Regions from separate parts of the Mus musculus genome. Here region 2 is linked to region 1. A link is a contact called in public HiChIP or PLAC-seq data. All regions are on one chromosome and are shown on one strand. The core of a region is the stretch at or near the end of the contact, and the rest is flanking DNA. Distances in the headings are between cores, read along the strand shown. Region 1 holds the start of Notch3 (notch 3). Region 2 overlaps Gm38585 (a long non-coding RNA gene).

What was found. HiChIP or PLAC-seq counts read pairs in DNA pulled down with a chosen protein or histone mark.
Region 2: an H3K4me3 HiChIP or PLAC-seq map of embryonic stem cells shows a contact between it and region 1, with 32 read pairs. The contact joins the enhancer-like site here to the promoter of Notch3 in region 1. A contact is called at or near these places in 3 of 39 promoter capture datasets (the 3T3-L1 cell line, embryonic stem cells and trophoblast stem cells), 1 of 15 datasets of contacts at CTCF or cohesin (the NIH/3T3 cell line), 6 of 484 Hi-C or Micro-C datasets (the G1E-ER4 cell line, the N1E-115 cell line, cortical neurons and 3 more), 5 of 115 datasets of contacts at active chromatin or transcription factors (the SCID.adh cell line, bone marrow-derived macrophages, effector CD8 T cells and 1 more) and 2 of 9 other capture datasets (adipose tissue and pancreatic islet).

The regions. Positions count from the first base shown.
Region 1 is chr17:32,164,502-32,169,807 of GRCm38.p6, forward strand. Notch3 (notch 3) reads right to left here and starts at 2,389. Exons shown (of 33, transcript NM_008716.3): 1 at 2,175-2,389. The coding sequence starts at 2,292.
Region 2 is chr17:32,114,195-32,119,750 of GRCm38.p6, forward strand. The region is part of intron 1 of Gm38585 (a long non-coding RNA gene); the gene reads left to right. Among named protein-coding and RNA genes, the nearest start is that of Gm38585, 3.8 kb to the left of the region's middle. Within about 2 kb of position 3,162, at least 121 of the 459 cell types and tissues checked have an H3K27ac peak or open chromatin away from gene starts, as enhancers often do. A contact at or near this core is called in the G1E-ER4 cell line, the N1E-115 cell line, the NIH/3T3 cell line and 5 more, where this site is marked.

The sequences.
Region 1 (5,306 bases), core at 1,139-3,638:
TGTGGGCTCAGGAAGTTGCCTTGACTAGGATGTGCACAACAGAGAAAAGGCACAGAGTAGGAAGTAAAGATGCTGAGTGTTAAAGGGGATCTGCAGCTTCAAGCCCATGTCTTGGGTAGATGGAGAAGGCAGGCAGTGTTGAGCCTGTGTCTACTGTAGTCCCTGCTAGCTCTTGAAAGAGTAGGCAAAGCGTACACCTAGGAGGAACCAACAGCAGCCATAGAGAGGTGGTTTTGGGTACTAGATGGATAGGCTATGGAGTGTAAGGGAGAGAACTGGTGCAAGATATGTGCTGCCCTGTCCAGTGTCCCCATCCCTCAGGGTTGTATCCCACTTTGGGTGTGGCAGTCTTGCCAGATGGTGAGAGGTGTGGCCAGGTCTGAGCTGGTGGAGAATTATGTGCTCAGACAGGTGTGGGCCCCTGTAGAAGTTTTGTTCCTCAGAGAGAGAAGGAAAGGAGATTGGGGGAGAATTGAGAAATAGGGACAGACAGAAACTGAAAGGAGAAACCAACCAAAAAAAAAAAAAAAAAAAAAAAAAAAAAAAAAACAGAGACAGTAAAAGGATGAGTTAAGAATGAAGGACCTATTCAATTTTGTGACATCACACTAGAAGCTGTATGGGGGGGGGGGAGAACACAACCATGTGAGCTCTGTGTGTGTGTGTGTGTGTGTGTACATATGCCTGTGAGTTTGTGTGACAGTCTGTGTATTAGGCCACTATATTACTAATAGTGACTAATAGTGCATGTGCTTGGTACCATGCTGGTATCTTCAAACAGCATAGCCTTGTACACCATGTGCACACGAGCTGCATGCACTGTGCATCCATCTATATGAACAGCAGTATTCAAGCATACAGCTGTGTGGCCACTGGTGTGCTTGTCTGGGTCATGGATTGGCAGCTATAAATGTGACCTTGAACATGAATGCCTAGCAGGTCTTGGGTGACCTATGCCTGAATGCACATCAACATGTGAGCAGCAAACACATAGGTGTGTCTTGTGTGTGCCAAGTGTGCATCTATGGCTGTACTAAACCTGTGCACATGCATTTTTTTCCCTTTCTATGTGTGACAGGCCATGAGTCTGCACTGGCCCCGCGGGGGCGGTGGCTCCTGCCCAGTCCTGCCTAGTAGAGCCTAGAGGCTAAGCCACTCTCTATGCAACTCTCACCCGGCCCAGCACTGAGTCCCACCATAGGAGCCCTAGAACCCCTGGCCACAGCCAACTGCCTATGCCCCTCCCCCGCTGATCAGGCCTCCCGGGGCAGGGGTGGGGGCGCCCCCTCAGTCCCCGCTCTGGCCCTTCGTGGGTCCCGCTTTGTCTGGCAAAGAAAGCGTGAGGCCGGCCGGGGGGAGGGGGTGTCTAGACGGCGAAGCCATTGTCCCGAGCGGGGGAGGGGAGCTCAGAGTGGAGGAAGAGGGGAGGGGGGCCCAGGCATGCTGGGGAGGGGCTGCGGCCACAGGGATGGGGGCCCAGAAGCTGGAGATGAGCACGTGGACCTCGCCCCTTCTCCTCCCGGCACAGAGACGGGGTCCCGAGACTACGGGATCCCGGCGGCCTGAAGAGGGATCGGGCGGCACGCGGGGGAGGGGGCGCGGGCTTCGCAAGGGCTCCAGCTCCTGCTTCTCGCGCTCCAGCGCCGGGTCTTGCAGCTCTCCAACATGAGACGTTTTCTCCGAGTTCAGAGCTCCGAGAACTCCGCGCCCCCTCCTTGTCCCCCCCCCCCCTTCACGGCCCGCCCGGGATAGGGGAGGCGCTTTTGTGCAAGGGGTCCTAGGCCTTGGGGGGTCCTTGAGCCCCCATCCTAACCTTCCCAGGACTCCAGGCAGAAGTAGGATGGGGTGAGCCTGAAACTTTTGGTACACCTCGCTTCCGAATTTCAGCCCCAGATTCCCACAACTCCAGCTCCTACTCTTGGACTCTTGATTCATTCAAGGGTCTCGATTCCTTGGGCCTCTAGGATCCTGCCTTCCCATCATGAATCTGTGCGAACCCCATGACTGATACACACCCCCAGCTGCTGCATCTCTGCCCCGGCTTTAATCCTGGGGGGGCAGGTCCTCTAAATTCCAAACTTAGGAGAATATATATATATATATATATACTTTTTTTTTTTTGCTTCCCCGCCCCTGCAACCCCAGTCCCACCCTCCGAGTCCCTGATCCCTCACCTGCAGCCCCCAGCCCCGCTAGCAGCAGCAGCAGGGGCAGCGCCCGCATGGGCGGTGGTGGCGGTGGCAAGGCCATCAGGCGACGACGGCGGCGGCGGCCCCGGGCCCCCAGCCCCATGGCGGCCGGCCACGACCCTCCCTCCTCCCTCCTCCCTCTTTCCCAGGGCTCCGGGCACGTCCCGGGCCAGCCTCCGCGCCGCCAACTTCGCCGAAGTGAGGCTGTCGGGCTGCCCCGCCCCCAGGCCTGGGCGGCTCGCCCCGCCCCGGGGCCGGCTCTGAGCGCCCCCGCCCCCTGCCCGGCCTCCTGGGGTCCGACCCTTCTACCCGCCAAGCCTGGGACTTGCAGACCTCGGTACACTCAGGTCTGCCACAAGAGATGCGGGCTTAACCTGCGTGACGTGACAGGTATCCAGCTCGTGAGCACATCCATCCTTATCCTCCAGCACACAACCAAAGCCAGGGCTCACACACACAGTCATGACACAAACGCAAACACCCCTGACTCCAAACCCTCTAAACCTGGGTGTAGAGAGGCCAATGAACAAAAGTAGCCGCACCCATGCAAACCATATAGAAGTTTCATGGGGACACTAAACATCAATCACCTCAAAACTCAGGCTCCAACTGCGCCACAAACCCGGGCGGGCAGCATTTACAATCTGGCCAGGGGTTTCGTGGATATGAGTCTCATGTACCTGTGTGCAGCTCTCCTACAATGTGAAGATCACAAAGGTCTACCGAAGAGGGAAAGGTGCTTGCTGCCAATCACAGACACCCGAGTTCAATTCCTGGGCCTCCCATGCTAAAATAAAAAAACCAACACATACATTGTCTTCTGACTGCCACATGTACCCCGTGATACACATGCACTCCTACACACACTGTGCTCGAATGCTTGCACGCACGCGCGCGCACACACACACACACACACACACACACACACGCTTATGTGCGCAAGAAATAAGATAAAATACTTTGTAAAAAAAATCCACACCAGCTCCTAGCACATCCCACACTCTACATGGTTTTACCATGAGGCCTATCATTTCGTTGCCATTCACTGAGTTTTACATCCAGGAGACCTGCAAAGGCTCTGAACACTCCCTCTGTGTGAAGTGAGAATGGAAGCTCTAGAGGTGCATTCAGGGGAAATCTCAGGAGTCGGGTGAAGGGTGCCGTTCTTGAACATCTCCATCACTAGGAGACCAAAGGACTGAAACAGAGGACCCATATAATCCTGGAAGGGCATACACAGACACTCCTGTAGTGGGAGGAGAGAACAACTTCCACAAGTTGTCCTCTGATCTCTACATTGTAGAGGGCCCATCTCCCCTCCCTGCCGCGCCCCCCCCCCCAACTGGCTACATAATAAATAAGTGTATTTTTGTTAATTGGGGAAGATGTCATGGTTCACACGGTCTCCAGAGGCAAAGGCAGATAGATCTGTGAATTCAAAGCCAGCCTGGTCTACCTAGCAAATTCCAGGACAGTCACGGATACACTTTTTAAAGATTTATTTGTGTGTGTGTGTTTCTCTGTGTGTGTGTGTGTGTGTGTGTGTGTGTGTGTGTGTGTGTGTGTGTGCACTAGTGTGAGTACCTGCATATGCAGAGACCAGGGAAGGCACTGCACCCCTCAAAGCTGGAGTTATGGTCATTTGTGGAATAGCCAGCTTGTTACATGAGACAACTGGAATCTGAAATCAGATCCTCCTGCTGCTGCTGCTGCTCTCTTAACAACTGAACAGTCTTTCAGGCCCACTTCGTTGTTGTCCTACTTTGGGGGCTTCTCCTTTTCAGGCAGAGTCTCGTGCAACCCAGACTGGCCTTGAACTTACTGAAACCAGAATGACCTAGAAGTCCCAGTCTTCCTGGCTTTGCCTCCCAGTGCTAGGATTAAGGGTATGAGCTTCCATGCCTGATTTTTGTGATGCTGGGGCCAGAACCTGGGGTTTCCAGTGTGTAAGGGAGACACTCTACCATGTAACCACATCTCCAGTCCTCACCCAAGTTTCTACTCAAAGTTTTATGGTTATTCCGAATAACATCCCTTATAGCTTCTTTGTGGACCGAAGACTGGATCCCAGATCTTCACCTCAGCCTTAGTTTGAGGTCAGTTGTTTGAAAGAGTGCCTCTTGGACCTGCAATGACCTGCGAGTTCTACAAGATTAACTTTATGCGTCTTTGGCAGAATCCCCGTATCCTTCCCAGGGCATATTATCAGGGTACCTGCCATCTTTTCCTAGTATCGGTGGTATTAAACTTTCACGGCTTAGGCTGAGTTGGTGACGTTTTCTTCCTCTTATCTCAATATTCTGTTTATTTATTTTGCAGTGCTGTGATGATGCCTAGGGCCTTGAGCATGTTGACCAACTACTCTACCAAATCAGCCACTCCCCTTGTTTTGACACAGGGTCTTTGAATGCAGCTCGGACTCCCCTTGAACTCACAGTGTAGTCCGGACTGACCTTGAGATCTTGAATATACCTCCAACTCCCTAATACTGAGACTGTAGGCATGTGCTGCCAAGCGCAGTGTGGTGGCTTGAATAGGAATAGCTTCCTATTCATGTATTTGAGTGTTTGGTTCATAAGGAGTGGCACCATTAGGAGATGTGGCCTTGTTGGTTTGAGGAAGTGTGTCACTGTGGGGCCATTTTTGAGGTCTCCTATGCTCATGCACTGTGCACCACCACACCTGATTCTTGATTATTTTTAAGTTGAGGTATAATTTATATTATATAAATGTACATATTTGAGATTTTGATGTTTGCAATTCAGTGCCACTTAATATATTCTCAGTTATGACCTCTCTAGCTCCAAGACATTCCATTATCCTGGAAAAGGGATCTTGTTAATATCCCTGCCACCAGCTCCCTGCATTTGTGGCTTTGCTTGCTCTGGACATTTATTTTCTATGATTGTATTTGTTCCTAGGGTTGTGGGGCATGCACAGCATCTGTGCGGGGGTCAGAGGACCACTTGTAGGAGTCAGTTCTTCCCCTCTACCACGTGGGTTTGGAATCAAACTCAAGTCATCAGGCTTGGCTGTGTGCCATCTCTCTCAGCCCTCAGTATAGTATTCCATATAAATAGAATCCTGTGGCTGTCTTCTCTTTTTATGAGGGTGTAT
Region 2 (5,556 bases), core at 1,912-4,411, 50 kb before region 1:
GGGGAGCTTACAGTGGGGAGGTGCAGGTGGCAGGAAGCCCCCTGCCCGGCTGTGGTGCACACGGTAGCCCCTTAGGGTCCCTGTTGCTTCTGGTTGCCTGGGCAACAGTGGGCGGGGTGGGGGGACTTCCGGAAGCATTGAAATGCTGAGCTGGGTGAATCCTTCCGTTTGGGAGAGCGGAGAGCCTCTTGGTAGACACATTGGCTAGTGATTGCTCGCACTCTACTGAAATCCACGTTCTGCTTCTGCCCATTCTGTGAACTTGGACCAAGGAGGAGGCTGGGCCCACGCTTGGGTCTGACCACTCTTAGGGTGGTCTGTCATCCACAGAGATGGGACTAGAACCACTCTGTACCTCCCGCATGCTTGCTTCTATTCCTAAAAGACAGCACAGTTTGCTGAATTTGGCTTTGGAAGCAACCTGTTAGAAGGGCTTGTAGCCTTGTCTTCCCAGAGCCTCTCTCCTGTGAGGTGTGTAATGAATGAGGCTGTTTCTGATTATTTCTGATAGGCGGTGCTTCCTGCTTGTGACCGGTTGCCCTTGGAGGGAACCAGGCTGTCATGGGCATTAGAATGGAGGCCAGAGGCAATGTCAGGCTGACTGGAGCGTCCTTGCCTGGCCGGTCCAGCAGGAAGATTGGGCTGGCTTGGGCAGCCAGGTGTGGCCTCCTGCAATGTACCTTTTTGGCTGGTCACTGAGCAAGGTGGCAGATTTCTGCATCCCTCCAGCTCATGTCCAGCCACTGTATTGACCCCCAAGGGGCATTTGGAAGGAGCAGCTGGCTACCATGGACCCGCAGGAAGGACCTGGAAGGAAGACAGGTGGCCAGAACTGCATGTAAGGACACTCGAGGGCTGTCCTGAGTCAGGCATGCTTGCCAGACAAATAGAGCAATTGATTGTTATTGTACAGCATAGGAGATCAAAGTCCGTAGGCAAGGGCAGTTGCTGAGTGTTTGAGCCCCTGTTGCTTTATAAACAGTGCTTCACCCACACTGGGTCTACCAGGGGACCCAGGGACAGTGTGCCTGGTGAAGGAAGAGTACCAGCAAGTGGAAGAGGCAAGCAACACAGGACATGGGGTACCCATTCTTGTTCTACCCAGAATGCACTGGTCTGGTGCTTCATGCTCTTAATCGTTGCTCTCTTGCTTAGGGGGCCAGGATTGGGGGTATCAAGGTCCCTAAGGTAAGACTGTACTAAGGAGCAAAGGGGCAGAGTCCCTGAAGCAGGGACAGCAGGGAGGGCAGGGCCAAGCTGAGCTTCCTGCAGTCCCGTCTTGTCAGTCCGGCAGAGGTGTGCAGGCCTCTGAGGCTCTGTGTCCTGCATTGCTTGTCTCTTCCACTTGCTGGTACTCTTCCTTCACCTGGCACACTGTCCCTGGGTCCCTGGGTCCCCTGGTCTTCTGTCCTCTAGTCTGCACCAAGGTCTCAGTGTCCTTATTCAGGTTGAAGATATGGAGTTCCAACTGCTCAAGGGAGGGGATCCCTTGCCCTTCTCTCATTCCTCCTCCTCACCTTTTATTGGCTCTTTGTGACTTTCTCATCATGCACTCCAATCCCACTCATCTCTGCCCCTGTACCCACCCTCTACCCTGTCACCTCCTCCCCAACAGTGAAAAAAAAAGGGGCAAACAATCTCGTTGTGGAAGCTGTAGTGTGTCCCACAGTGTATCCTTATGTACACACTTCTTTGCTTGCAAATGTTCATTGCAATGAGTTTGTTGGGTGCAGGGCCTCTGGCATCTGCTACACTATCCACACAGGAACCTCACTGGGACTCCCCTCAGATTCCCCATTGTTGCCCTGTGTCATGGGGATCCTGTAGTTTTGATCTGTGGGACAGGCTCCATCACACACTCCAGCAGCTCATTGATGGGGTAGATGCCAATTCAAAGCCCTGGATCTGGGTCTGAGAGGTACCTGAGCTGGTCAGCCCATTATATTCACACCACAGAGGTGAGCTATTTTCCCTGCCCTGGCTGACCCATCCAACAGAGCAGCCAGCAAGTAGGAGGGCTCTCCTGCCTTCAGCTATGGCTCTGTTGTGATGCCCAGGAGAGATGCAGGGCTGGCTCTCTCCTAGAGTGGAGCAGGTGAGGGGTGTGGCTAGCTCTTCTGCTCTTAGGCACTGGGGATGGCTCACCTGCAACCCCTGTAACCAGAGCCAGCTCTAACCTGCTGCCCAGGCAAGGTGCAGGGCCCACTCTCCTGAGTGTTACAGCCTGTGAGAGACAGGTCAGTTCTTTTACTTTCATGACCCTGGAACCAGCTCTCCCGCTTGCCATAGGTGGCAAGGGACAAGGGATGGAAGGAGGGCATCTGTCTTAGTCAGGGTTTCATTGCTGTGAAGGGACATGACCAAGGCAACCCTTAGAAGACATTTAATTGAGACTGGCTTACAGTTTCAGAGGTTCAGTCCATTATCATCATGGGGGGAAGCGTGGCAGCTTGCAGGCAGACATGGTATTGGAGGAGCCAAGAGTTCTACATCTTGCTTGATCCAAAGGCAGCAGAAGTCTATTCCTCGGGCAGCCAGGGGGAGGTGTTCTTCTGCACTGGGTGGAGCTTGAGCAACACTAGGAAACATCAAAGCCCATCTACGCAGTGACACATTTGCTCTGCTCCAACAAGGCCACATCTATTCCATCCAAAAAAGGCCACACTTCCTAACAGTGCCACTTCCTGTGGGCCAAGCATTGATACACATGAGTCTCTGGGGGGCAAATGTATTCATACCACCACAGCATCTCTTCCCTTATCCCAGCCATGGCCCAGCAGACCCGGGGCAGGACTAGCTTTCCTGTGCTCATGTCCTCAAGGTTGGCTCACCCACATCTAGGGCATGCTCTACTATGCTGCCCACTGGGGGTACAGAGCCTGCTCTCCAGAGTTCTGCAGCAAGTAAGGGTCAGGGGAGGGGTTTTGAGAGGTGCTTAAGGACCTAGGGACTCCATCCTGGTCCTGCCCTGTCTTACCCTGTCTCCTGGAAAAAGCAGCCCCTTATGTAGCTTAACTGAGGACAGCGCTGAGGACAAGGCATAGCCCACCCAGAGGCCAGCTGCTATGAGCGGCTGTGAGATCCTACTACCCGCACTCACTCTGGGACATCCTGGGGGTAGTGTGCAGGACGCCCTGTGGGAGGGTGACCCTAGACCAGAGCAGGAGTCCCTCTGAGGCAGTGGCCTCTAAGGGTGAGCCAAGGCCACATTGAGCAACTCATTTGGGGGTCAGGAATGCTGTTTTGGCAGCCCCCCAGAAGCTCAGTCACTCCCAGCTATCTGAGCCAGATGTGAGAACTGGCCAGCAGGGAGACAAGGAGGTGATGGGCATCTCCTGACCCTCTTGCTTCTCGGTGACCATCCAGAACTTGTATTTGGGTTACCAAGTCTCAGAGTGACCTGGCAGCATCCCATGCTGACAAGGTCGTCCTAAGGATCCCACAGTGAGCTCAGCACAGCTCACTGCCCTTAGGGCTTCACTGTGCAGCCCACCCAACACAGGCAGACCTCAGCAGCTACACATGGTCCCTAGCTATGCCTGTCTAGCACTGTAATCCTGGCATCGAGGGCTGTGAGCCAGGCTAGGGGTGGATGCAGGACCTGGAGTGAGCAGGGTAGGAGAGGAGATGCTGTGTATGATGCAAGCTGTCTAGTAGCAGTTCACCACGGAGAGCAGAGGGTGTGGTCCGGCTGAGTGGGAAGGCTGATCAAAGACCAGTGGTGGGAGGCGGGAAGGGAGTGTGACTTATGACTGTTAGATTGCTTAGGCTTGCCCAGCCTGCTTGATGATTCCCATCTGTGAGAGACTTAAGCATCAGCCTAGGAACACCTGTGAGGCTCAGCTTGTCCCCCACCCCCACACTCCTCTCTGTCCCTAGATGCCTGTGGGAGAACCACACTGGAATATTCCAGAGCTCGCCCCACTCCTGCTGTGCTGAGCAGCTCTGCCTCCCTTGGAAGAGATTAGCTGAGCTGTTACTCTAAATGCGCTATGCCAGGCAGCGAGGCTTCAGGCTGCCTGAGCCTCTTTGCTGGAGGCTTGGTGATGAAGCAGTTGGGGCGGGCAAAATGTTCCTGGGATGTGCATCACCTGCCCACCGGCAGCCATGCCAGCACAGCACGCGTCACTGTTGGAGAGGAGGGGGCGGGGCACGGACATGGGCGGAGTCTGAGGGTTGCTTGAGGGGCAGGGGGAGAAGCCTCGTCTGGCAGTTAGGGGCAGCAGGAAGTAGGAAAATCAACCTTCCCTTGTTTTTTTAACTTTCTCTTTCCTGGGTGCCTTTTGCACTCTTGGGCGTTGGTGGCCCTGACAGTGGGAGGGAGGAAGTATAACAGGCTGGTTGGGGTGCTTTTACTTTGGGGGACAGTCTAAGGCTTCTCCACAGAATAATGCTGTCCAGTTTGCCCAGCCCCCAGACTCATCCATCAGTAGGTCTGGAAGCCCTGCCTCCTGCTGGACACTCTGAGAGGTTGACCCAAGCAGCACCTCAGCCAGATATGGTTCTCAGCACAGCTGTCGCTCAGTACCAGTGTGTCTCCAGCACTAGTCAGTGCTTATGTGGTCAGCCAGACCTACATCTGCTAGAGCTGTGTCTCCACTGAGTTTTGTAACAGTAGCCACTTTCTCTAGTATACAGCTTGGCTGAGACATTCAGGTCGTCTGTAGTGGATGTGAGTCTGATGGTGGAGGCTCACATCTGGTGGTGACATCAGAATCAGCACACCAGATGCAGAGGCAGGTGGACTTCTGAGTTCACGGCCAGCCTGGGCTACAAAGAGCAATCCTGTCTCAAAACAACTAACCACACCAATAATAATAATAATAATAATAATAATAATAATAATAATAATAATAATAAAGTGCTTCTGGGGAAGTCACCCAGGGGGCCATTGGATAGAGGCACCGTCTGCCACCCTCCGGTCCTGTTCTGTCTCCCTGTTGGAAGTACTCAGCCAAGAGCCACTACTTTGCAGGGAAGTGAGCTCCGGAGTCACAGCCATAGCCTCTCAGAGGATGGAGTGGTGCAAAGAGAAAGAAAGAGTCGTCACCTGAAGCAAGGCCCCGCCCTTGCCTTCTCGGCTGAGGATGGCTGCACTTTGTATGTGCACTTGGGGAGGCGGATTCTGGAAATGTTGAAACTAACGAAATACTGATTAATGCACCACTTTTGACAGTCAGATTTGAAATGGAAAAGCTGCCGTAGTGGCTCAGAGCCATCATTCAGAAGCGGAAAATAGCCAATTTCTCACATTCGTGCGCCCGCTCCGAAGGATTAATTATCAACACACGCAGAAGCAGCGGTACAGGACAGCTTGGCAGGGTTTCCAGGACGCGTGTCATCGCTGCTTCCAGCCTGGCCCATCACAGTTGATTAGAATTTTAAGGGATTTGAGACCCTGGAACCTATATCAGTGCACAGAAGTCTAGAATAGATAGGTGAGCAAAAAAAGTGCCGTTTTTATATTTCTGGATTCAAACCACTGCTGATTTCCATCACATTGCTCTGGGGGTAATACTGGCTCAACTGGATGAGTTTCTGGATGCAAACCGCAAG